Linked DNA regions of Sus scrofa: regions 1, 3 and 4 are each linked to region 2. Evidence: chromatin contacts called from public Hi-C, HiChIP or PLAC-seq and promoter capture Hi-C data. All regions are on one chromosome and are shown on one strand. The core of a region is the stretch at or near the end of the contact, and the rest is flanking DNA. Distances in the headings are between cores, read along the strand shown. Region 1 holds the start of ATP6V0D2 (V-type proton ATPase subunit d 2). Region 2 holds the start of LOC100154873 (carbonic anhydrase 2). Region 3 has its middle 130 kb from the start of ATP6V0D2. Region 4 has its middle 110 kb from the start of ATP6V0D2.

The links. Promoter capture Hi-C pulls out the DNA fragments that hold promoters and counts their contacts. Hi-C and Micro-C count contacts between places; a contact is called where the count stands out from the background. HiChIP or PLAC-seq counts read pairs in DNA pulled down with a chosen protein or histone mark.
Region 1: a contact with region 2 is called in a Hi-C map of epiblast stem cells, with 2.5 times the contacts expected there. The contact joins the promoter of ATP6V0D2 here to the promoter of LOC100154873 in region 2. A contact is called at or near these places in 1 of 5 promoter capture datasets (fetal liver) and 6 of 47 Hi-C or Micro-C datasets (alveolar macrophages, brain, embryonic fibroblasts and 3 more).
Region 3: a promoter capture Hi-C map of liver shows a contact between it and region 2, with 12 times the contacts expected there. The contact joins the enhancer-like site here to the promoter of LOC100154873 in region 2. A contact is called at or near these places in 5 of 5 promoter capture datasets (fetal liver, fetal skeletal muscle, liver and 1 more), 30 of 47 Hi-C or Micro-C datasets (adipocytes, alveolar macrophages, blood and 16 more) and 1 of 2 datasets of contacts at active chromatin or transcription factors (skeletal muscle).
Region 4: a contact with region 2 is called in an H3K27ac HiChIP or PLAC-seq map of skeletal muscle. The contact joins the enhancer-like site here to the promoter of LOC100154873 in region 2. A contact is called at or near these places in 4 of 5 promoter capture datasets (fetal liver, liver and skeletal muscle), 17 of 47 Hi-C or Micro-C datasets (alveolar macrophages, blood, brain and 11 more) and 1 of 2 datasets of contacts at active chromatin or transcription factors (skeletal muscle).

Annotation. Positions count from the first base shown.
Region 1 is chr4:50,747,673-50,750,720 of Sscrofa11.1, reverse strand. It overlaps ATP6V0D2 (V-type proton ATPase subunit d 2), which reads left to right and starts at 1,348. Exons shown (of 8, transcript XM_003125581.4): 1 at 1,348-1,930. The coding sequence starts at 1,801.
Region 2 is chr4:51,209,701-51,212,916 of Sscrofa11.1, reverse strand. LOC100154873 (carbonic anhydrase 2) reads left to right here and starts at 1,481. Exons shown (of 7, transcript XM_001927805.2): 1 at 1,481-1,766; 2 at 2,875-3,072. The coding sequence starts at 1,733. MIR9858 (microRNA 9858) reads right to left here and starts at 1,334; the gene lies at 1,257-1,334.
Region 3 is chr4:50,881,079-50,884,233 of Sscrofa11.1, reverse strand. No RefSeq gene overlaps it. Among named protein-coding and RNA genes, the nearest start is that of ATP6V0D2, 130 kb to the right of the region's middle. Within about 2 kb of position 1,428, at least 3 of the 83 cell types and tissues checked have an H3K27ac peak or open chromatin away from gene starts, as enhancers often do. A contact at or near this core is called in liver, where this site is marked.
Region 4 is chr4:50,861,251-50,864,454 of Sscrofa11.1, reverse strand. No RefSeq gene overlaps it. Among named protein-coding and RNA genes, the nearest start is that of ATP6V0D2, 110 kb to the right of the region's middle. Within about 2 kb of position 1,689, at least 4 of the 83 cell types and tissues checked have an H3K27ac peak or open chromatin away from gene starts, as enhancers often do. A contact at or near this core is called in skeletal muscle, where this site is marked.

The sequences.
Region 1 (3,048 bases), core at 99-2,598, 460 kb after region 2:
TTTGTAGCTTTTGCCTCTTTTCATGGTGGAAAACTCCCACTATGGTCCCCTCTAAGCTACCATTGGGACATCATGAAACCCAGAGTTGCATGTACCCTTTTAGACAGAATATCTACCATATACATACAAGAGGTATAAATTACCTCAAGTGCATAAATAAAAGTAATTAGGAAATGATGTCTTTGTTTTAATAATTTATTTATTTGATTGTAAGTTTGTATCAAATTGAACTATATAAAATTGCTGTTATGCAACTTTTTTTTTTTTTTTTTTTTTTTTTTTTTTTTTTTTTTTTTTGCATGTGGAAATTACTAGGCCAGGAATCAAACCCAAGCCACAATTGCAACCTATGCCACAGCTGCAGCAATGCTGGGTCCTTAACCCGCTGCATCACATGTGAACTTCCACGATCATTTTTTTAATTTACCAAAGTGGTAAATTCATATATAATTCAATCTAAAACATACCCAGGGAGTTTGGGTGTGTGTGAGTTTGAGTATGCTTTGAGTTTTGAGGTCAAGTTTTGAGTCTGAATTTGAGTTTTGAGTTTGAGTATGTTGGGGGGAGGGTTGGATAATGAAAAAGAAAATAATAACTTCTGTTTATTGAATACGTTCAAAGCTCTACACTGTTTGGTTCTCTGTGATTTCCAACAACTAAAACAGAATTTACATTGACTCAATCATACCGAGCTTCTTTCAGTTTGGAAATATTGAGAAGAGACTGGCGAATTTCTGACCTTTCAGTTAAGAATTTGGCACAACATATGTGAAAGTGAAATACTACATATGTGAAATTGTGATCAGGATCTGTCATATACAGAAGTTCCCAGACCAGGAAATGAACCCATGTCACAGTAGTGACCAGAGCCACAGCAGTGAAAATGCCAAATCCTCAACTGCTAGGCCACCAGGGAACTCTATATTTGATAGAATTTTTGAGCTAAGCATAGAGGAAAACTAACACTCTTTTTTGGCGCATGAAACAACAATTAAGTCCTGGCTTAAATAAACTGCATTCTGAGCTGCCTCAGGGCTTCTGAGAGCTGGTTCCTTATTTGGAATGTGGGTAATACTATCATATTAGTATTTTTCAAAGGTAGTGGCTTATTACTATAGAATCACAAGACTGTGTACCTGCTCCCAGGACTGTTTTCTGGTCTCTGCGCCTAGACTGGGGGTGGGGAGAGAAGCAGGTACCAGGCTTTGGCCAGGTTAAGGCATTCCTGGCCTTTTGTTTTACAAACACCCCATGCTGCTGAACTAGCTTCTCCAGGATCTCCAAACTGCCTACTTGCCTTTGATCTATTTACATTAAGTTAATTTTTTAAAGCCCTTCCTTTCTTTTTAATAGTTCTCAAGATGTTTAAAACTAATGTCATTTACAATGGAAACCTCAGAAGCTTACATGGGAAGAAAAGTTTACAAAATGTTCAGTTGTAGCAGGGGTTCTAGTAGCGAAGCTGGGAAGGCGCTAGTTGCTCTGGTAGGGAAGGAGCAGAGCCCTGACCCGCCCTCACCTGACCTCCTCCCCCGCCTCATAGCAGGGGTTTGGTTCCTGGGTTCACTAAGGTTATCTAGCTGATTCACTGTTGAGGTAAAAACAGGACTGAGCTCATGGTGTTGAAAGCCACTGAAAGCGGAGGAAACTAGTCATGAAAACCCTGACTATCAGCTGAGAGATCACTTCCCAATAACTCCTGGCAAGAGCTAAGTACTTTTCTCCAGGCTGGTGCACGTCTTCAGGGCTGGTCAGGACACAGAGCTGTTTCAGCCTAGGTGGGCAGTGATTGCTTCCTCCATGTTTGAGGGCGCTGAGCTGTACTTCAATGTGGACCATGGCTACCTGGAGGGCTTGGTGCGAGGGTGCAAAGCTGGCCTCCTGACCCAGCAGGACTACATCAACCTGGTCCAGTGTGAGACTCTGGAAGGTAAGTGCTACCCTTTTCACCTTAAAAAAAAGGTGTGTGGGGTGGGGAAGCGGGGGCGGGGGGGGGGGGGGGGGGGGGGATGGACGACTGATGCTGCCTGCTGGAAGCTAGATTGGGGGCTTTAGTCTCAAGGCCTGAGAGTTCTGGGTAGGCTCTTATTCTCAAGGCCAAGACTTCAGGGCTACATGAACTTGGAAGAGCAAAAAAAAAAAAAAAAAAAAAAAAAAAAAAAAAAATTACATCTCTATTTTCGTTATTCCCTAAGTGAAATTTAGCATTTCCTTTTATGACTGCAAGCAACAAATCACAGTAGTTAAAACTTTTGTCACCAATAAAAGGCAGTATGTTCATATCCTTATACAGTTCTTGCAGATACCTTGAAATATCATTTATATTTTCACTATTACAAAATTATACTAGATTTGCACTCCTCCTTGATATTTCATGTCTTAATAAAGAAGCACGTTATATAAATTTTAAATATCTTAACTATATTTTAATATATTTAGTGTCCTTTGAATACTATATATTTTCATTGTACATATTATTTATAAATATTATTTGGAGAATGATTTTACCAAACTGTCCAATGAGCTATAGTTAAGAAACCCCCAAAACCTTGGTCTAGAGAATTTTATTCTATCTCATTTCTCAGTATCTATTAGTATGAGAGTATGTATATTTGAGGTTTTTTTTTAAATAAAGCTTAAGAAAAAAAATCAAGAGACATTGGCATGGGAGTTCTCATTGTGGCGCAGTGGAAAAAAATCTGACTACTATTGCATGAGGATTCAGGTTCGATCCCTGGCCTCGCTCAGTTTGTCAGGGATCCGGCATTGCTGTGAGCTGTGGTGCAGGTAGCAGATTCGGCTCGGATCCCATGTTGCTGTGGCTGTGGCTGTGGCTGGCGGCTGTAGCTCCAATTCAACCCTCAGCCTGGGAACTTCCATGTGCTGCAGGTGCAGCCCTAAAAAGCAAAAAAAAAAAGAAAGATTGTGAGGTTGTGAGGATGGTTGTACAACTATAAATAAAATAAAATTCATTGAATTATTATATTAAAAAGATATTAGTATACACCCAGGAAATCATCACCACAATCTATGCCATAGACCTATCCA
Region 2 (3,216 bases), core at 232-2,731:
GCTGCGGAGAGCGGCCCAAGAAAAATGGCAAAAAGACCAAAAAAAAAAAAAAATTATTGTATAGCCTCCATGAGAGACTATGCAGCTACAAATACAAAATTCTCTGTAACTACGAACTACATTTTGTGATGGTCCTAGAAACCAAAAATAGCTCATTGCCTAAGAATTCACTGGTGACATCCACCCAAAAAACCCCACAAAGAGGTACACACTTTCCTGGAGTCTTAGGACAAGACCAAATGTATCTAAATCTGAATCATTTCTGTTTGTATGGAATTGACTGAAATAAAAAAGTAAATAATGATTTTAAAATCAACATTGGAATAATTTACACTAATATTATAATTTATCCTTTTATTTATCTATATGAGTGATGTCAGGGCTGTTAGACTTGTGTGAAACTGTGTCCTGCTGCCCCAAGTTTAACTTTAATACTATGCTCTTAGTGATCTCAGAGATTCACAGGACAGAAAACCCTTCTCCCCTTTTTGTGACAAAGTCCCTTGAGGGAAATGAATTCTGTTCACACCTCAAAATAATCCTGACTTAGGGCATTGGGTACAGGAGAAACGGTGCCTCACATACCCACGAAAAGGAAATGAATAAGGGCAAAATGCCTAGGGCCTAGGAAAGCCACAATGCTGCCTTGACTCAAAAATGTCCACTCTTCAGTTTCTTTGAATTAGTTCTTAGGTATGCCAGATGCCCACTTTCCTTTGTCAGCCAGGGAAAGTTCTTATCTTTTTGCAAGACAGTCTTTCTTTTACCCAATTCCTGTGAAAAAAAAGTGATTTTTAGAAGTTTTGATTGCTTTAAATCAATACGTACTCCACTAGGAAGTCTCTCCTCTAAAGTGTATTTTGAAAGAGAAGAAAGAAGGTAGAATGAACAAACATTTGGTGAACATTTCAAGAGACCTTGACAGCTTTCAAGGAAATGCATTCTTCGGACTTGAATCGAAGACACCCTCTCCCTCCTTCTTGGTTTATTCCGCAGCCTTCCAGCAGGGGGCGCGTAGTTCTCAGCGTGATGCTTCTCCCTCCCTAGCGCCTCAAGGACCGTATCCCTATTTGCCCCAAGGTCATAGCTCCTAAGCAAGCCCGGGACGCCCGCGAGCAAGCCCTTGGAGCTAGAGACCTCGGCGTGGGTGGGGCCGATGGGGCGGGGCTGGAGTGCTCCTAGGCCAGGGATGCAATCACAAAGGGGACAGGGGATCAGAGATACCGGACGCGGGTCCTCAGCAGTCAGCGCCGCCGCCAGCCTCAGCGCTCCGGAGGGGGATGGGGTGCGTGTAGACGCTCCGCAGCCCAGTCCGACTCAGGAACCCCGGAGCCGCCGCCGCCACGCGCGCGGGGAGCACGGAGCCTCGTGGAGGCCCAGGGACCCGGGGCCGGGACCCGAGGTCGGGCCGCAGGCCGAGGGGAGACGAGTGGCGGGAGAGGAGCTCCTGAACCTGGCCCAGCGCCCGCCGAGAGGGCGTTCTCCCCGCCCCCGGAGCCTCGCCCTCCTGGCCCGCCCCGAGCGCGGGGAGATCACCTCCGCCCGTCACCTCCTCCCCCAGTCGCCCAGGTCCACCCAGGGCCCCTTCCCCCCGGCCGCCCCCGAGCACGAAGTTGGCGGGAGCCTATAAATACCAGCGACGGCGCGACCCGCGGACATACGGTGCAGGCGCTCCAGCAGCCGCCGCTAGACCGGCGCCAACTCCTGCCCTGCCCCTACCAGCGGCACGACCATGTCCCATCACTGGGGATACGACAAGCACAACGGTGAGTGCGGGCTGCGGGCGGGGCGGCGTCTGCGCCTGGGGCTCCGGGCCCCTCTGGGGCCCAGCAGCGCACGCACCTGCTATTTCCCGCTGCCGCCTGGAGCACCCGAGGCTCAGGTGCGCCCCCGACGCCTTGCCCGCGCGCCCGCGGCTCCCCGGCGCGGGATGCCCCCAGCTCAGAGCCGGAGTCCACTGTCGAGGAATCCCTGCGTCCAGCGGTGGCGCGCGGTGCCGGGGGAAGGGGGCGCGCAGAAGCAGCAGTGGGACCCAAGGACAGCCCTTCCCGGGTCACGAGCCGGAGACCATCCTATTCCGACCCAGGAGGAAACTAGGGCGAATTGTAACGATACATTTTAGTTATTGATCGCAGAGAAATTAGGGGACCCTATTTTCCCCCTACCTTACCCTACCCCCAGTTCATCTTCAGCACCACTTGTGGCTGAGACTCTCAGCACGAAGTGTCCCGGGGCATTTTCTTGGGGTGGTTTGAATCCACTGCGCTGATTTCTGAGTTTTTCCTTCGTCTCTCCGCTTCTAATGTTAGGAAGTCACCAGGAACCCGGCTTTATCGGCGTCACAGATCTGGGTTCTCCTGAACCAGCAGACCAAAGAGAAAAATGTGTCTAAACCACCTTGAGCCTCTTTGGGGGTTTGGGGCTTTCTAGATCGTGGGAATCCTAACCATTAAAGCAGGGTTGCCCTGCCTGAACAGTGATTCTGACCTTACTGATCTAGTAAAAGGACAAGAGAGAGGAATCCCCATCTGCTGGAATGTCTTAAGTGAGCTTGCATCGTCCAAATCCTAATCACAAGCCTAATGTCAGTCACTCAATGGCAGTAAAAGGAACATAAAATAGCTAATATTTATATGGTGCTCACTACTTGTTCTAAAAGCTTTTACGTATATTGATTCTGATTCTCACATCAACCTTTAATACAAATGAGGAAACTAAGGCACAGATTGTGTTTCACTAAAGTTATTCAGCTGTTAATTATGCCGCCAAAATTAGAGCCAGACAGATTGGCTCCAGAGCCATTGCTCTTTTCTAGGGGTCTGGGTTTGTCCTTCCCCACAGTGGGGGGTTCACACAGTCTCTTTTCAATCTCAGGACCTGAGCACTGGCATAAGGACTTCCCCATCGCCAAGGGAGATCGCCAGTCCCCTGTTGACATCAACACCAGCACAGCTGTTCACGACCCTGCCCTGAAGCCTCTGTCCCTTTGCTATGAGCAAGCGACTTCTCAGAGAATTGTCAACAACGGCCACTCTTTCAACGTGGAGTTTGATAGCTCCCAGGACAAAGGCGGTCAGTGTTTAAAAAATAACTTGTGCATTTCAGCCAGTGGCTGTTTTCGCAGCTTAACAGAAGCAGCAGCAAGACCCTCCTCTTAATACTACACTCTGATAATCTTCATTACGTTCAGTCTCTGAGAAGTAGGCTAATTATTTG
Region 3 (3,155 bases), core at 179-2,678, 330 kb after region 2:
TTCTGTTTTATAAAGGTCTGCTGACACCATCATGAGAACTGAACGAATGATAACAGGTGAGAAGGTGGGTGAAGCAGAAGAGAGATGGTGAGATTGGTATGGTAGGCTGCTGAGAGAACAGGTAAGAGATGATGTTCTGATCTAGAGAGATTCAATTTTGACTCTGATTAGCTAAAATCAGATCATCTATATGAAATACTGAACAGAGAAACATTGGGCTAGAGGCATTACTTTAACAGATACTTATTTAGTACCTAGTGTCTGCTAGGAGATGCAGCAGTTGCCAGGGAGAGAAAGATAAACCCTCATTCTAAGAAAGCTCCAAGCCTGAGGAGTGAGACCAGTCAAGTCAACAGCATTGGCATCAGTGAGGTAAGAGCTATATTAAAGCTTAAGGAGTTTCCATTGTGGCTTTGTGGGTTAAGAACACAACATAGCATCCATGAGGATGCAAGTTCCATCCCTGGCCTTGTTCAGTGGGTTAAGATGCAGTGTCACCACAAGCTGTGGTGTAAGCTGCAGATGTGGCTGGGATCCAGTGTTGCCATGGCTATGGCATAGGCCTCCACTGCAGCTCCAATTGAACCCCTAGCCTGGGAACTTTCATATGCCTCAGCTGTGGCTATAAAAAGAAAAAAAAAAAAGGGCAAGAAAGGCTCTGGACACAATGATAGAGGATCTACATTCTCTGATTATCCCAAACACTAACTTCATAAGCGCTAGCATGTGTTTGAACAGCTCCTATGTGCCAAACTGTGGGTATGCCTTACATACACCATCTCCTTAAAGAGCAAGATACTAAAACTTACTTTTAAATGGTCTGTCTCCTCCCTCCAAATATCTTAACTACCCAACACTATTGTAACAAATTATGTTGTGGCTCATTTGTAATACACTAATTTCTTTTTCTTTCTTTCTTTCTTTCTTTCTTTCTTTCTTTCTTTCTTTCTTTCTTTCTTCCTTTTTCTTTCTTTTTTTTTTCTCAGCTACATTAAACACTTTATTTCTTTACCAATACTAATTTGAAGAAAATATGGTAATATTTGTTAAATCTGGTTTGGTAGATGTATAGATGTCTTCTCTATTATTTTCCATACTTTGCTGTGGAGTCCACTCCTTTCTGTGTGACTGAGAAATAGGACTTTTGTATTTCCCAGTTTTTCCCCATGGCTATGATTATCCAAAACACATGATTATGTTAATAAAAAAAAAGGCATTAAAGATAACCTTTTGCAAAGGTACACATTTGGACTGCTAATTACAGCAGCTTAATTTATATTGCTCCCATTTATGGTGGATTTAGCTCTTACTTAACAAGAGCTTAAGAAAACATTAACAGATTGCAAATCTTGTCCCTACTTTTATGCCCCAGTTAACAGCACAGCTGAATATTAACCTCCTAGTTTTATAGAGGACGGAGCCTGAGGTCACTTGGAGCAGCTTGTTCAATCAACAGGCCTGACATGCGTCATGCTGCTGGTCCTGCCACAGGTCCGGATGTAAAACTGGGTTCATTTCTTAAGGACACAACCAGGCTTCCCCTGTGTATCTATGCTGTACATTGCATGGATGTTGGAAGACATGATAATTGGCTGATAAACATTTATGTGGAGGTAAATCTAGCTTTATTTCAAATTGTCTCTGAGATCCTCAGACAACAGATGTCTGTGACAACACCTTTGTCAGTGAAAAGATTTTCTGTTTTACACTTTACATATAATTTTATTCAGTTAAAAGAAACAGGTTTTTATGAGCTGCAAAAGTCCTCTGGTCCCAAGACAATGATCCATCTGCCATCCATGCAAGTTATTTTCATGGCATCAATATTTTTCCCAACTAAACAGCAAGTTCCCTAAAGGCAAAAACATGTATTATATTTATTCTGCAAACCCTAATATGGTACACATGAGATGTGGACAAAATACTCCTGCATTTGGCTTTGCTACTTGTCATCTGTACGTCTTTAGCAAATTCCCTTCACTTCCCCAAGCTTCAGTTTGCTTATGTGTCAAAAGAGGGAATAATACCTTTTGAAAACTAAATTAGATAATAAATTTAAATGATGCTCTGTAAACCTAAATAAATTACCAAATATCATCTAAATTACATTACTAGTACAGGTATTACTGAGTATTATACCCATATAAGTATAATCTTGCTATTGATGATTAAGAGGAACCAGCGAAAACAAATTCCTCTTGTATCTTATGTGGAAAAACTCTCAGAGGTAGAATTTCTGAAAGGAGAAAAAATTTTGCTTTAGATGATTTGTACAGCACTGTCATTTGTGACAATGTCCTTACATTTTTATGATAATAGCAATGATATCAATTATGTCCAGAGATTATAGTGTGGAGGAAATCTATGATATTTATCAAGAAATAAGTTTTTTAACTCAAAATACTGTCCATCATTTGTATTACAATTAGGAAAAAAGGGCAAGAAATATACTTTTCATTACCAAAAATGAAGGAGAAAGGAGATTTAAAGTACTAAAAAAAAATGGAGTTCCCGTTGTGGTGCAGTAGAAATATATCCAACTAGTATCCATGAGGATGTATGTTCAATCCCTGGCCTCACTCAGTGGGTTAAAGATCCAGCATTGCTGTGAGCTGTGGTGTAGGTTATAGACATGGCTCAGATCCTGTGTTGTTTTGGCTGTAGTGTAGGCTGGCAACTGCAGCTCCACTTTGACCCCTAGCCTGGGAACTTCCATGTGCTGTGAGTGGGGCCCTGAAAAGCAAAAAAAAAAAAACGTTTTATCTCAACCTTAGAAGGGAAGACAGCTAATGGATTTATTTCCACCAATGTATCTATCATCTTTATCATTTAAGGTCAGAGATTCCATAGCAGCGTGTCTTCTATTTAACCCACTGTAAGCAAGACAGCTAGTATCTTTCCTGAGTTGGTGCTCAGCTGGAGCTGTCCACTTCCTCCAAATAAGAACATATTGTAGTGGGAATTCCTGTTGTGGTTCAGGGGGTTAAGAACATGACATAGTGTCTGTGAGGTTGAACCTCGTTCAGTGGTTTAAGGATCTGGCTTTGCCACCAGCTGCAGCGTAGGTCAAAGATACCACTCAGCTCCAGGGTTGCCAAGGCTATGGCTTATGTTGGGGAGCATGGGGAGTGAGAGAGGTGAAAGGAAGTAATGCT
Region 4 (3,204 bases), core at 440-2,939, 350 kb after region 2:
TGGTAGAAGGTATTGGAATCACAAATAAGTGTATAGAAGTGTTCTTGCCCTCAGTGACTAGACAACCTAGTTGAAGAGAGAAAGAACATAAATGAGACTCCAAGCAAGAGGCAGAAAATGAGCATGAGTGTGATGGGAACAGAAGGAGAGAATCTGGGTGAATTTGGAGTCATGTTTGGGGTAAAGAATCATCCTTGTTACCATCCTCACCCTTAAACTTTGCTCAATTATTTGTTAGCCTTGAGTGCCCAGTGCCTAGGGGATGGCCCTGGTCCTACAATGGCTTCCCCTTATTTTGTCACCATTCCTGAAGTTTCACCACTTATTCCTCTGCATCTTAACAGATTCTTGTAGTTTCCTAAATCCAATACCACAAAACATCCTGGGTAAAGTATTGTGCCATATATGTTAGAGAAAGTCTATTTATAGACAGCTGAGAAAAAGTTATGGAAATCAAATGTGTCAGAAGTGTTTAAAAGTTCAATATCCAAAGTGGAGTTAAGAAACTTTATAATCCATCAAAAAAAAGAAACTTTATAATCCAACTTGGTATATTTAACAGTTTTGCCTATATTTGAAATTATTATCATAGAAACTCTTCTATACAGCAAAATGCTATTTGTAAAGTTTACTAAAATCTAAAATAAAACTCTGATAACTCTCGTGAGCAATAAGAAACTATTTTTCTTCATTTGTGCTTGTCTTTTGAAATAATAAATTAAGAAATACCTTCTGTGTTGCTTTAACTCTCAAATGATTTTTATCATTACTATTATTATTTTTTTTTTAGGATGCTCAGAAGAGCAACCATTTTGTAAGCACCTGTGGCCCTTGTTACCAAGGTAGAATTGCACTAGTTTTAGAAGTGCATTTGGATATAGGTGCTGCAGTGTGAGGTTCACTATGCTTTTGAAATACTGGAGTGAATTGGCTGATCAGCAAACCTATGAAAGGTGATCTGCTCAGCTGAGTGCTTAGCCAGAAGATTGTTTCCTTTGGCAGACAACCTAGAGAGGCTATTTGCTTTATCCATGAAATATATATTTAGTATAAATAGTAAGCATTGACTTTATATCCCTGAGTGGATGAAAAATGATCTATTTACTCTGAGAATATCAAACCAGCAATCTTACAGATCTCAATAAAAAGGGGGAGAATTTGAGGGACTCCAAGACCAACAAGCTCAGAGAATGTGTCACTGAACTCTCTCCTATGTCATCCCCCCCCCCCTCAGTTCTAATATACTCCCAAATGTGCCTTAGATAGCTGCCTTCTCACAAAAGCAAGATTGTGCCCCTTCTCCCATTTCAGGAGCCTGATTTCATCAACCCTCACCAGCATCCACTCTCCCTCCTATGGTAGAGCCTAGACAAGCCGCCCCCCCCACCCCTGCTGTGCCCTCAACATGGAGACTCTCCCCACCCCCCAAACCCTGATATTCTTTGGCTTCTGGGCAGTTACTCATTGATTTCTTTATGGTTTGCTTTGCTCTCTTCCCAGAAGAGTTATCAAAAAAAAAAAAAAAAAAAAAAAAAAAAGTGAGGCAATACCTCCAAATATCTTAAAAATATACTAATAGTTTAGGTAGTTGCTTTATCTCAAGATAATTTAAATTAATTTCTGTGATGCAGCCTTGCCTGACCTCAGGGAGTTAAGGTCCACAGGCAGGATTAGAGAAGAGACAGGCAGGGAGAGATTAGATGTACTCTGGGACAAAAATAAGCAAAGGAAACAGGGCTATGCTTTCAGGCATGGATTAATTTAATTTTCTGGGGGGAGAAAGAGATTGTTCAGGGCTTAAATCCATGTGGGTGTCTTAGATGCTGATGAAATTTGACATTTTAAGTTGCTTTTTCCTTTTTCGACAGATAGATAAAGATAAGCAGAAAAATGACTCCTTATTCCTTCCAAGAAGGAAAGACTATAGGGTTTTATTTTAATAATTCAAATCTTATTTCCATAAAATACCCTTTGCATAGACTATACCTTTTAAGCTTGTTGCTAAAAAGGCTGATACTTGGTGTGAGTTCAGTTCAGGAACTCAATAATTAATCCCTAGGAGACAACAGGATTTAAACCACTGGATGTTTACTGGAGACATCGCTAATAAAAAAAAAAAAAATTCTGAGCAGCCCAATTTTATGATTTACACATGAAATGAGAGAATGCTCAATTGGCAGGAAATATTGAAATACTGAATAATTGAAATGAGGATTTGCTTATGAATAAGGCGAACTCCAGCACCTGTGAGGGGCTGGGGAAATGGCAGAGGGCTTCCTCCCCCAGACACCTCAGAGTCCTGTTGGCAAGCTGGCTCCAGGGAAGAGCACTGGGGAGGGACGTGTCAGCCTAAGGTCCTCTCCTGGACCATCTCTGACCAGCTATGACTTTCATCACAGGAACCAGCTGCATTTCCAGAGGTGCAGGGGAAGGAGGGTGGGAGTGTGAGAAGCCAGAGGGGCTGGTGTGGTTAAAGGGCTTTGAAATCCAAACACATTAAAACTAAGTTGTATTGTAACCGAGCTAGTGCCCTGTGGAGCTCCTAGGCACATAAGCTTTCTTGTCCTCCATTACTTGTTTTTAGGGAATGAGCCTCAGCCTCCCTGACCTTCCTTGAGTCACAAAGGGCAGTTGCTAATCAGGGAAGGGAGGGGATGCAGAGACCAGGGAGCAGCAGTGCAGCCCTGGGGCAGGGTCCTGGTTCCTCCTCTAGGAATGTACATAACAATATCTTTGAGCTTTTCTGTAGAAATAAAACCCCCAACAAACGGAAGATCTACTTGAAGAAGCATTCTTCATTCCGGGAAGGAGGACCACTGGAACCTGTCCTGGGGCCACTGAACACCAGCTTTGAGAAACAGCGCAAGCTAGCCTCTGCCCTAAACTTTATCTGTGGCCCTGATCCTTATTCCACTCTCCAAACTATAAAACCACCTCCTGACCCCTTCCAAAGGGGAGCACAGGCTTTAAGATTAGCCTGCTGTGGCCCCCTTTGCCTGGAAAAGCAATAAAGCTATCTTTTTCTCCTTTACCCAAAACTCTATCTCCATGCTTCAATTCAGCACCAGCACACAGAGGCCGAATTTTGGTAATAGTATCACCATGACCCCAGACACCTTAAAAGAAGGTTCCCTATCTTAAAGGAACTCAGCATCTTTAAACAAGTTCCTAAGTAGACAAAAAACGATGGTTAGCAAACTCTTT